Linked DNA regions of Zea mays: region 1 is linked to region 2. The links are chromatin contacts, called in public Hi-C maps. All regions are on one chromosome and are shown on one strand. Each heading gives the region's core, a stretch centred on a gene start, on an enhancer-like site or on the middle of the called end of the contact. The rest is flanking DNA. Distances are from core to core; before and after follow the strand shown.

Region 1 (5,221 bases), core at 189-2,688, 260 kb before region 2:
TCAACCTAACCCCACCCTCCTCCCATCATCTCTGATGGCTCCTACTGCTCCTTGTCACCATGGTAACATGTCGAAGTGAGTTTTCAACATATCAATGCTTCTTACCCTCTGTACTCTGCCACCCATGTTAGTATCCCCACTGTCTCGACACCAAACCAACAAAATTCGATGAGCATCCTTCTAAATCCAAATATCTTCCACCCTTAACCCCCCCCACCCCGAAGTTTATGGAAACCAAATAAACTAAACCGAATTCTCGGTTCAAACTGATTGCCCACTCCTAAATTCCACACCACCATCTCTTGAGCAGCACGTGGTCGACCCAGCCCCACCCTCCTCACATCATCTCTAATGGCTCCCACTACTCCTTGTCACCATGGTAACATGTCGAAGTGGGTTTCCAACATCTCAATGCTTCTTACCGTCCGTACTCCGCCACCCATGTTAGTATCCCCACTGTCTTGACACCAAACAAGCCAAATTCTACGGGCACCTTCTAAAACTAGATATCTTCCACCCTTAACCCCCCACCCCCAATCTCCAAATTCCAAACCCTAGTCGACATTGAGAATCTTGGTCTTGTGGGGGTGGTCTCGAGGGATGGATCTCACCGTAATGGGAAAGAGAAAAAAATCAGGTATCATGTGGGCAGAGAAATACTCTAATAGTAGCAATCCTGAAAAACAATAACTACCTCATAGATCTAGCTATGCCTGAAAAACAAGTCACCAGCAATTGCATGACTTCTTTGGTCATTTTGAGTAAACGAACACCAACCAATTTAACTTTCACAAATCTAGCTATGCCATAGTACCCAGAAATACGTCCAGCAGCCAGCAAGCCTGTAAATGCCAGTTGATACATTCAATCCGATCATAACTTTAGCAAGCAAAATTTATGTAACAGAAAAAATGAAGTACAACAGCAAAACCTCACCCACACCAGGAATCATCAAATTATAAGACGAAATTCTACCCACAGTGTGTAAAGCCTAATTTAGAACGGCAGAACCAGTCTCCGTTCATCCCAAAGCCAAACTTTGCAACCCATCAATGGGATGTTCATGGAACAGAGACCTCACCTCCGTAGCATCCAGCAACGATGGCGAGGTTCGCGGCGTAGGTGACAGCGGCGCGGGCGGCGCCAAGGCGCGCCCGGTGCCGCGACAGCAGCCCGAACGCGGCTCCAAGCACACCTGCACAGCAACCGAATCGACAAAACTTAAACGAGGAACGCCTGCCCAGCGCAGGACCTGACCCGAGAAACGTAAACGAGGACGGGAATGGAGACGACTCACCAGCCGCGACGGCCGGCAGAATGATCCGTTCCCTCCAGTCGGCGAGGAACGAATCGGTAGATCCCGGCGTCCCTGAGCCGGCAGCCTCATCGGTAGGAGCAGCCATCCTCGTGACGCCGGCGGCGGTTTTTGACTCGAGGTGACGGTCGACGGAGCACGGCTTGGGTGTTGGAAATTCGGGCTACGAACTTGCGTGATTCGGCCCGCTGATTTGTGAACTGCGATGGGCCATGGCTCATGGGCTAGGCAAGGAGGCCTGTCGGCATAGAGACGGGTTTGTTTGGTTATCGCCTGAGCGCTGGTCAGTCAACTCAATTTAGGCCTTGTTTGGGTAAAAAAATGATTGAAGTGAATTGAAGTGTATTTTAGGGTTTGAAACAGAAATTAGTTCATATTACACTTCAATACACCTTATATTACCTCAATCCACTCCAATCCAAGATTAGTGAAACAAGCCATGAAAACGAGTCGGGTATACCCGCCGGGTACCGGATACGGATAGTGTAAATACCCGTTTTTCGGATACGGATACGGATATTTTTATATTCGGAACGGATACGGTTAATACCCGGATAGTGCAGCTTCGTATTCGGGTCGGATACGGAGCCAATACTACCCGGTAAATACCCAGATATTCGGGTCGGATACGGGTACCCATTTTTTCTTTTTCTGCATAATAATATAGTTATAAAATCATAACTTTTACATATGAAATCAGATGAAAATAAAGTTTATATGAAAATTTATGAGCTCGGAGAGATCTATAACTTTGTAGTACATCACATTTTTGTTTAAACACATCTTTAGGTCAAAATCATTGAAATAGTGTTCAAATTTATATCAAATTAATAGGCTTTATCATTTTCATGTGGGGACTCAAGGTTATCTCCATGTGAGAACTGAAGGTTATTTTTTTTATAGACTATTTATTAGTATTGGTAACTTTTTTCAATTTTCCGTCGACGCTACAATATTTTTATGAATTTAATTGTATTTTGATGATTTCCTACAACAAGAAATTAATAATACACCAAATAGCCTCAAATTTTTAAAAATTTTACGAAGGCACACCATATGTTCATATATAACCATAAAAATGTTTGGATCATAAGATCTATAAGAATCACTTGTTTCTTCCATTTCACTTTAACTTTTTTGTATGAGCTACATGTGAAACTGCTCTAAGTATCCAAAGTTTCAACATAATCAGTATTTTACTTTATCATTTTCATGTGAGGACTTGAGTTATCTTCGTATAGAATATTTATTAGTTTTTGTAACTTATTTGCAATTTTTGAGTGAAACTAGAATATTTTATGAATTTAAGTGCATTTTGATGATTTTCTATAGAAAATAATAATAATACAAAAATAGCCCAAACAATTCATAAATTTTTACGGAGACACAACACATATCCACATATAGTTCTCAAAAACATTTGGACTATAAAATCCACAAGATGCTAGTGTTTCTTCCATTCCACTCCTACTTATTGCGTGAGTTACACGTAAAATCACTTCATGTATCAAAGTTTCAACATAATCAATACTTCACTTAACATTTTTGCAATTTTGGATCGAACTAGTGTATTTTATGAATTTAATTATATTTTGATGATTTTATGTAGACATTTCTTCTATTTTATTTCCACTTATTGCGTGAGTTACATGAAATCACTCTAAGTATCCAAGTTTCAACATAATCAATACTTCACTTTACCATTTTTATGTGGGAACTTGAGATTATCTTCTTATAAAATGTTTATTAGCCTTGATAATTTACTTGCAATTTCGTGGCCGAACAAGAATATTTTATGATAACCAACTAATGTAATATCCGACAAGTATCCGATATCCGACCAAATAATATTTGTACCTTCTCATTATTCTATTTCTCTTTCTTTTCAACCAATCACTCTTTTCTTCCATCCTTTTTTTTACTCTTCGATATCTTTGAGTTCCCATTTTTCCCCTTCATCTAACATAATAAAAGACGAAATACAGGAAGAAACCCGGATAAATATCCGGTACCTGTATCTGTATCCGTCTCGTTTCTAACTATCCGTATCCGATCCCGAATCCGTTTTAAATACATTAGGGTAGGATACAGGATGAGCTACTATCCGTCCGTATCCGTCCGTTTTCACCCCTAACTCAATTCATAGTCCTACACATCTAAAATCGGACGTCTGGAATTGCTGCCTGGGCCAGGTAGGTTTCTCACTCTTCAAACCAAACAAGCCAAATGCACCATGAACCCGACTTCCCAAGCAATCCCATGTGTTTGGCTCGAGGGTGAATTAAATTGGGTTGCGTGATCAGATTGGATAAGGGCTCGTTCGTTTCGGCTGGATTGGCCTGATTTTGGACTCCTTCGTGATAGAATAAAATGGCTCGGTTTGAAATCTCTACTATATTAAAGCATTAGTTTCAATGGTCGTCTCGCGTCATCTTTTTACAAAGAACCCCTTGTATTTCTTCAAAATCAACTCGCGGTACCAGATCATATTCCATCCCTATCCTATTTGTTTGCACAACAGCGTTCGCAACAATTGTCGCCCTAGCAACAAACCTCGTCCATTTCGCAACAACCTCCACCCTGCTTCTTCTGTCGTTGCACCGCCACCGGCGAGGAGGATTAGGGCGCTCGCCTCCGGATAAGGATGTTCACTAGGTGATAAAAGTTGCATCGAGTCCAGCCAACTATGAACCTCCTCGGCGCCAAAAGGGACCGGGAGCCCGTCTCCTAGCTCACTCGTCTTCTGCTCCGACGCTAGCTCCGCTCCTCTCATCCCATGGGCGACGTGGCATTAACAGTAGATCTACCTAATGTGCTCTTTGTCTGGTCAAAGTTGTTCTCATCGGATTTATTATTGGTAGAGACCGCTCTAATTGTCGTGTTTTCTCAGGGGACGTCCACTGACTAGGACACATGCTTCTTGAAAGGGAAATGGACTTAAACATTTCTTATAATCGATTTTGGTGTTTGTCAACCATCACAAACCTTATGGACTAACTAGTTTGCCTAGTTGATCATTTCTCAGGTGCATAAGTTCATCTACAACTATTCTAAGTCGACTATCCGGAATACCGTTCGGGCCCTTGCGGCGGACCGTCCGCGACACCAGGGTGAGCCTTAGATGGGAACACTGCAAAAACACAAGTTAACACTATGGACTGTCCGATGGAGAAGCAAGCACCATCCAAGACCAAGCGCAGACCGTCCGGCCTTAGGCGCGGACCGTCCGATCGTTGAAAAACCCGAAGGTGACAGGTTCGGTAAAATTCATTTTTTGCGTCCTCGTGGACCGTGCGGGGTGCACGACCGGACCGTCTGTGACTGCTTTATCTGACATCTGACGACACATTAAATGTTCTATAGTCGTTATTGCTGACCGTTGCGATTTCAGCCGTTGATGTGCAGGGGTGGACCGTCCAGACTAGGGGCGTGTTAGATGGTTAGCTATATTTAGTTGACTTTAATGATAACAATGCTGCGCTAGACATTTGCTTAATTGCTAAGACCAATATGGGCTGGCTCTGGCATCGCCGACTTGCCCATGTTGGGATGAAGAATCTTCACAAGCTTCTAAAGGGAGAGCACATTTTAGGACTAACAAATGTTCATTTTGAGAAAGACAGGATTTGTAGCGCATGTCAAGAAGGGAAGCAAGTTGGAGCTCATCATCCACACAAGAATGTCATGATGACCGACAGGCCACTTGAACTACTCCATATGGATCTATTCGGTCCGATCGCTTATATAAGCATCGGCGAGAGTAAGTATTGTCTTGTGATTGTGGATGACTATTCTCGCTTCACTTGGGTGTTCTTTTGCAGGAAAAGTCTCAAACCCAAGAGACCTTAAAGAGATTCTTGAGACGGGCTCAAAATGAGTTTAGATTGAGAATCAAGAAGATTAGAA
Region 2 (5,128 bases), core at 2,353-4,852:
GAGTGTGCAGACAGTAAGTGAAACCATTTTATTTAAACAGAGAATAATTCTATGAACATTTTGCAATTTGAATCACTAAATTTGGAGTTCATATGCAAAAGTTATGAAATAAACAAGTTTGGGAATTCAAAATATGAAATTAGGGCTAATTCTGTGAATATTTAAAAGTCCAGGGCTAAATCTGTAAGATTACAGGGGCCTGCGCGCGAAAACCAGGGACGGCGGGTTGATTTCCAATAAACCGAGGGTCTCTTTAATAAAACAGCCATGTGAAGGGGTATCGGGTGAATCTAACCGTCAGATCTAAAACCAACGGCTGAGATTAGATCTGCGGCCGAGGGCGCGCGCGGGCGCGCGCGGGCGGGCGAGCGCTGACAGGCGGGCCAGGGAGTGTCAGCGACAGAGGGGGAGCGCGCTGACCGAGCGGGCCCAGTGCCAGGGGGCTTGGGCGCTGACAGGCGGGCCAGGGCATCAGGGCGCGCGGGCGTGAAGTGGTATCCTGGGGTCCGGGCTGTTCGATCAAGATCGGACGGAGGGGTCCGAGGGGGTCCGAGCCGTTCGATTAAGATCGGACGGGGGAAATCAGACCGGGAAGGATGAGCGGCTGCGGGTGGCGCTGACAGACGGGCCAGGGCGTCAGGCGCGCGTGCGCGAAGCGGTATCCCGCGGTCCGGGCCGTGCGATCAAGATGGGACGGGGGAAATCAGACCGGGGAAACAGACGTGCGCGAAGCGGCGCCGCTCCTCTCTGCGGCGGTGAGGTCGCCGGAGTTGAGGCAGGCGTGAGGTAGGGTGGCTCCGGGGTCGCCGGAGTTGGGTAGAGAGGGAGAGGGCGCCACGGCGAACTCAATGGCGGGGAAGGGGCCATGAATCCACTGGCGGAGAGGGTAGAACGGCGGTGAGAAGGCCTCGGGCGGGCCGGAGAAACTCCGGTGAGCCATTCCGGCCACGGGGAGGGGTCCTAAGGCGCGCTAAGGCCTTGGCTAACTTCAGCAGAGGCAGGGGTGACACAGGGGCCTACTCCGGTGAACTAGACCACACTAAATCGGCCGGCCACCGCGCGAGCACGGCGGACCGCCGCGGCCGAGCATCGGCGAAGGTAAAATTGGTCGAGCACAGAGCGCAATAAGGGAATTTGGGCACGGGCAAAGGTCTCTCACCTCATGGCAGAGCTCGGGGAGGCTTGGAGCGGTCTCCGGTGAGCTGGATGGCCGGGAACGCGGGCGCGGGTCTCCGGCGGCGGCTGGCGGCGTGAGCAGAGCGCGAGAGAGGGCGAAGCTGCGCGAAATGAGGTGATGGGTGTGCGCGGGGCACTAGCGGGGCTCTAAAAAGGGAGCTGGGCGTGTGGGCGGGCGTCGTGGCCGAGAAATCTGGAGACGTGCGTGAGTGAGCACGCGCCGGTCCACGACGAGCGCGGAGGGGGCGGAACTGACAGGTAGGGTCCACGGCGCAGAGAGAGAAGAAAGGGGTGCGCGGGGCAACGGCTCGGCGACTGGCGATCCGGGCCCGTGAGACAAAGAGAGAGGGAGCGCGCGGGCGAGGGAAACTGGCGCCGACAGATCGGCCCCACTCGGCAGCGAGCGAGAGAGGGAGGGCGCGCGCGAGGGAGGACTACCGCTGACAGGCGGGGTCCACCTGTCAAACGGCGCGGGCGTGCGGGCGCGCGGCCTAGCTGGGCTTAGTGGGCCGACTAGGCTGCTTTCTCCTTTTCTTTTTTCTCTGGATTTTCTAATTCATTTTCTATTTCTTTTTCTATAGGGTTTTCAAATCCAAATTCAAACTAGGTTTCAAATTCAAATAAATTCAAACTTGTGCGACACTTCAAAGAATATTTTAAACTCAGCATGATGCAACATGTCATGATTCATAAGGTTTTGACAAAAATAAATAATTAACCTCCACTAGTTTAGGCTATCTCTAATCAAAAAGGAAAAAAGGGAGAATGAATCTAGAGAGAGAGAAAACCTAGAGTGCGAAAAAGAAGAGTAACACATAATTTTGGGTGATAATTAGAAAGAAATTTTATACCCCAAAATCAGGGTGTTACAGACGTAATTTGAGAAGAACCTAGTTTGAACTTGTTTCTAGAAACCCCTATCAATACCCCAACCAAAACGGAATTTTCGGTCTGCGCTTTGATTTCTGAGTAGCTCGGGTTGATACTTCGAGAACCATCTTCTTCCCCCGCGTAAACTTTCTGTGAAGTTTGAGAGTTTTTTGAGCATCTTAGCATGCTCGACACCGCCGAACCATAGCGAGGCACTGCCGGCCAGGAGCGTGTTAATGTCGCTCGACCTTTTCTACTCTTCTGTTGCTGAATTTTTATAGAGTTTGGTTGAGTGTTCTTCAGGCTTTTAGTACATTCAAAGACACTGGTTTGCATTGTACTCTGATATGCTGCTTTGAGTCTCTAGAAGGTATTGGGTTGAGTTTTGGGAACAAAGTCACATACTCGCAAGTCAAGAATTTTTAGTAGCTCCCATTCACATTTCCCTCTGGTTGCCTCACGAGTCCTTCAATCTAGAGGATGGTGTGAGTGCTAATGAGAAAGAAAGATCATATGGTTCTATTATGATGGAAAGATTGACCAGTTCACCGAACAGTCAAATTGATCATGTGCTTCAGGTGACAAAACTTCGCTCCACTTTGACCTTATATTTTTGGCTTGCTGTTCCTATTTGCTTTATCGTTTACAGGGCGGCGTTTGGATGCCTTCATTAAAATCATAGAAAGGATGTCTATTAAACTATTCTATGAGAGAGATCTAGTTGAGGAAGAAACTCCCGTGGTGTTTTCGGATCATGCGGCAATTAAGGAATTCTGCAGAAAGGTGAGAGCTTACACAAGAAAAATGGACGATGATGCGAACTGCCAAGCCTCGTGATGGTATGTGTGCATTTCTCATTTCCTTTTTAGCCTTCGAACACACTTTGAAATTCTGCTGATCGATGAACCAGAACAAGTGGAAGACCCTGGTTCGCGCTGCAAATATATCCCCGCAGCAGCGATGTAACACCCCAAAAAAACCTTAAATTTGGGATCTAGGGGAAAACATCATCCAAAAAATTAAAATGAAAGTGATTGAATAAAGAAAATGCTCACATGAATTAAAAATACTTTATATTTAGAAATCTTTTCTAAATATTTAAACTAAAGTATTCTTATTAGAGATTATGTTCTCTCAACATAAATAAGTAATAACGATTGGATTTTAAGTTGGATTAAACATTTAAAAGGCTATTTTCTCAAAATAAAACTCTTGTTTGCGAATTGCATATTTAGAAGTATTTCCTAAATATGACAATAAATAAATAATTCCTATAAATATAACTTGCATACCATGCCGAAGTTTGTTTGTGCATTTATGTGTAAATTCAAAACCGAATTTTAAATTGAAAACAGAAATAAAAGAAAATAAAAGAAAAATACCTGTTCTGGGCCGAAACCACTCTTTCTCGGCCCGTTTCCCTTAGAATCCTGTCCGCGCGTCCCAGTCGAATCAGCGTGGCCCAACCTCCTTTTACCTCCCCACGCTAGCCCAACTCAGACTTTCGCCGACAAGTGGGTCCCTAGCGTCGGCCTCACCTCCACCGCTTGCGCCCTTGGACCCCGTATTGGCTACCACACCGACTGGTGGGGCCGCTTTGTCGGCACTTCCCGTGCTCACGTCTAGTTGGCAGCGCTGCTATGTGGGCCAGGTTTGTCAGGTGTTTCGTTTACCACGGCGCAAGCTCGTGTAACCGCCGGCCATGGATCCCAATAACCAACTCTGCAATGCCTAGGTGTTTCTCCTCCGCCCCGAACTAGATCTCCTCAGTTATAAGTATCACGGTCTCCCCTCCCCTTTCTCCCATCGAGTTCATCCCTCGTCCGCAGCATGAGAAAGGAAGCAGAGAGTTGTGTGCCGTGGGAGCCGAGCCGGGAGAGAAGGAGAGACGACGAGCGATTCGCTCGCGGACGTCGTCGTTCAGAGCATGCGTGGAGGCTGAGGAGCATCGCATGCGTGGTTCGCGTCCGAGGAAACTGCTGGGCGCGGGAGGCCTCGATGACCCTAGAACTGCTCGCCGTGGATCCGCCGCACAAGGATGATGGCCACCGTCGTGGTCCCGCATCTCCGTTGTCATCTTGTGTGTGCGGTGTGGTCGAGGATGATCGCCAGATCGTGTGCGAACCCTTCGCGGTGTTGTCGGGCGGAGAAGACCACTATCCCCGTACGAATTGCTCGCCGGAGACAAGGCTCCGCTACAGACCTGCCATGCCGCGTGGGCAGCTAGCTTCGCATTCCCAACCACTGGTGACATACCATGAACCTTATTTGCCAATGTCTCCTCTCCGCGTAGCACGTTTCGGTTGGGGCAAATAGTTACCATAGAGCCGGGTTGCTGTTCACCAGCGTGGGTGCCGCCGCGGTGGGGAGGGCGCCGCCGTGTTTCGGTTGGGTTGGGGAAGAAGAATAGGAGCCGCTGAATCTTAGATGTGTGGCTCTGATTGAAAATGGCGACACATTTGGTGAGGCTTAACCCAGATCGTTGGATCGAGATCCAACCGTCGATATAGGGTACCAGTTCGGTTTAAAAAGGGATTTAATATGAGTCGTTAAGTCGGGATCTGAGGGCTGTAATTGATACCATTTCATAATCCTGCCGATCGGATTTCAGCCACCAAATCGCGATCGTACGGCTGATATAACATGATACCCCTTCGGTCATGGCGTTTTTGTTAAAGTAACCAACCCGCAGTCCACCTCAATGCAAATATCCTCACTGTGTCCAAAACTTTATGAGTTTGACCTGGAACCTTTAGAATATCAAACCCATCGTTCATATTTTATCTAGAAAATATAAAATAAATATAGAAATTTATTTTAGTATAAAATAATTCTAGAATCTCAGAAAATTTATAACTAATCCATTTTAACTCCAAATTTAGTGATTCTCGAACTACGGTTTCATCTCGACGTGTATAATATTATCACACAGTTTGTTTTCATGTTTTAGTGTAATGTTATTATATCCATTATCTAATTATTTGTATGTATTGCTACGACTAGGAGTGAAGTCACGAGGAACCGGAAGTCCAAATTTGAGGAGTCCTTGGATTTGCAAGTATAAGGCAAGTTGTACCCTTGA

Evidence for each region. A called contact is a pair of places that touch in the nucleus more often than the background predicts.
Region 1: a contact with region 2 is called in a Hi-C map of tassel, with 2.5 times the contacts expected there. The contact joins the promoter of LOC100284331 here to the enhancer-like site in region 2. A contact is called at or near these places in 2 of 25 Hi-C or Micro-C datasets (ear and tassel).

What each region holds. Positions count from the first base shown.
Region 1 is chr2:79,882,952-79,888,172 of Zm-B73-REFERENCE-NAM-5.0, reverse strand. LOC100284331 (mitochondrial import inner membrane translocase subunit Tim17 family protein) reads right to left here and starts at 1,438. Exons shown (of 4, transcript NM_001157226.2): 1 at 1,298-1,438; 2 at 1,082-1,195. The coding sequence starts at 1,403.
Region 2 is chr2:79,625,340-79,630,467 of Zm-B73-REFERENCE-NAM-5.0, reverse strand. No RefSeq gene overlaps it. Among protein-coding and RNA genes, the nearest start is that of LOC100284331, 260 kb to the left of the region's middle. Within about 2 kb of position 3,602, at least 18 of the 20 cell types and tissues checked have an H3K27ac peak or open chromatin away from gene starts, as enhancers often do. A contact at or near this core is called in ear and tassel, where this site is marked.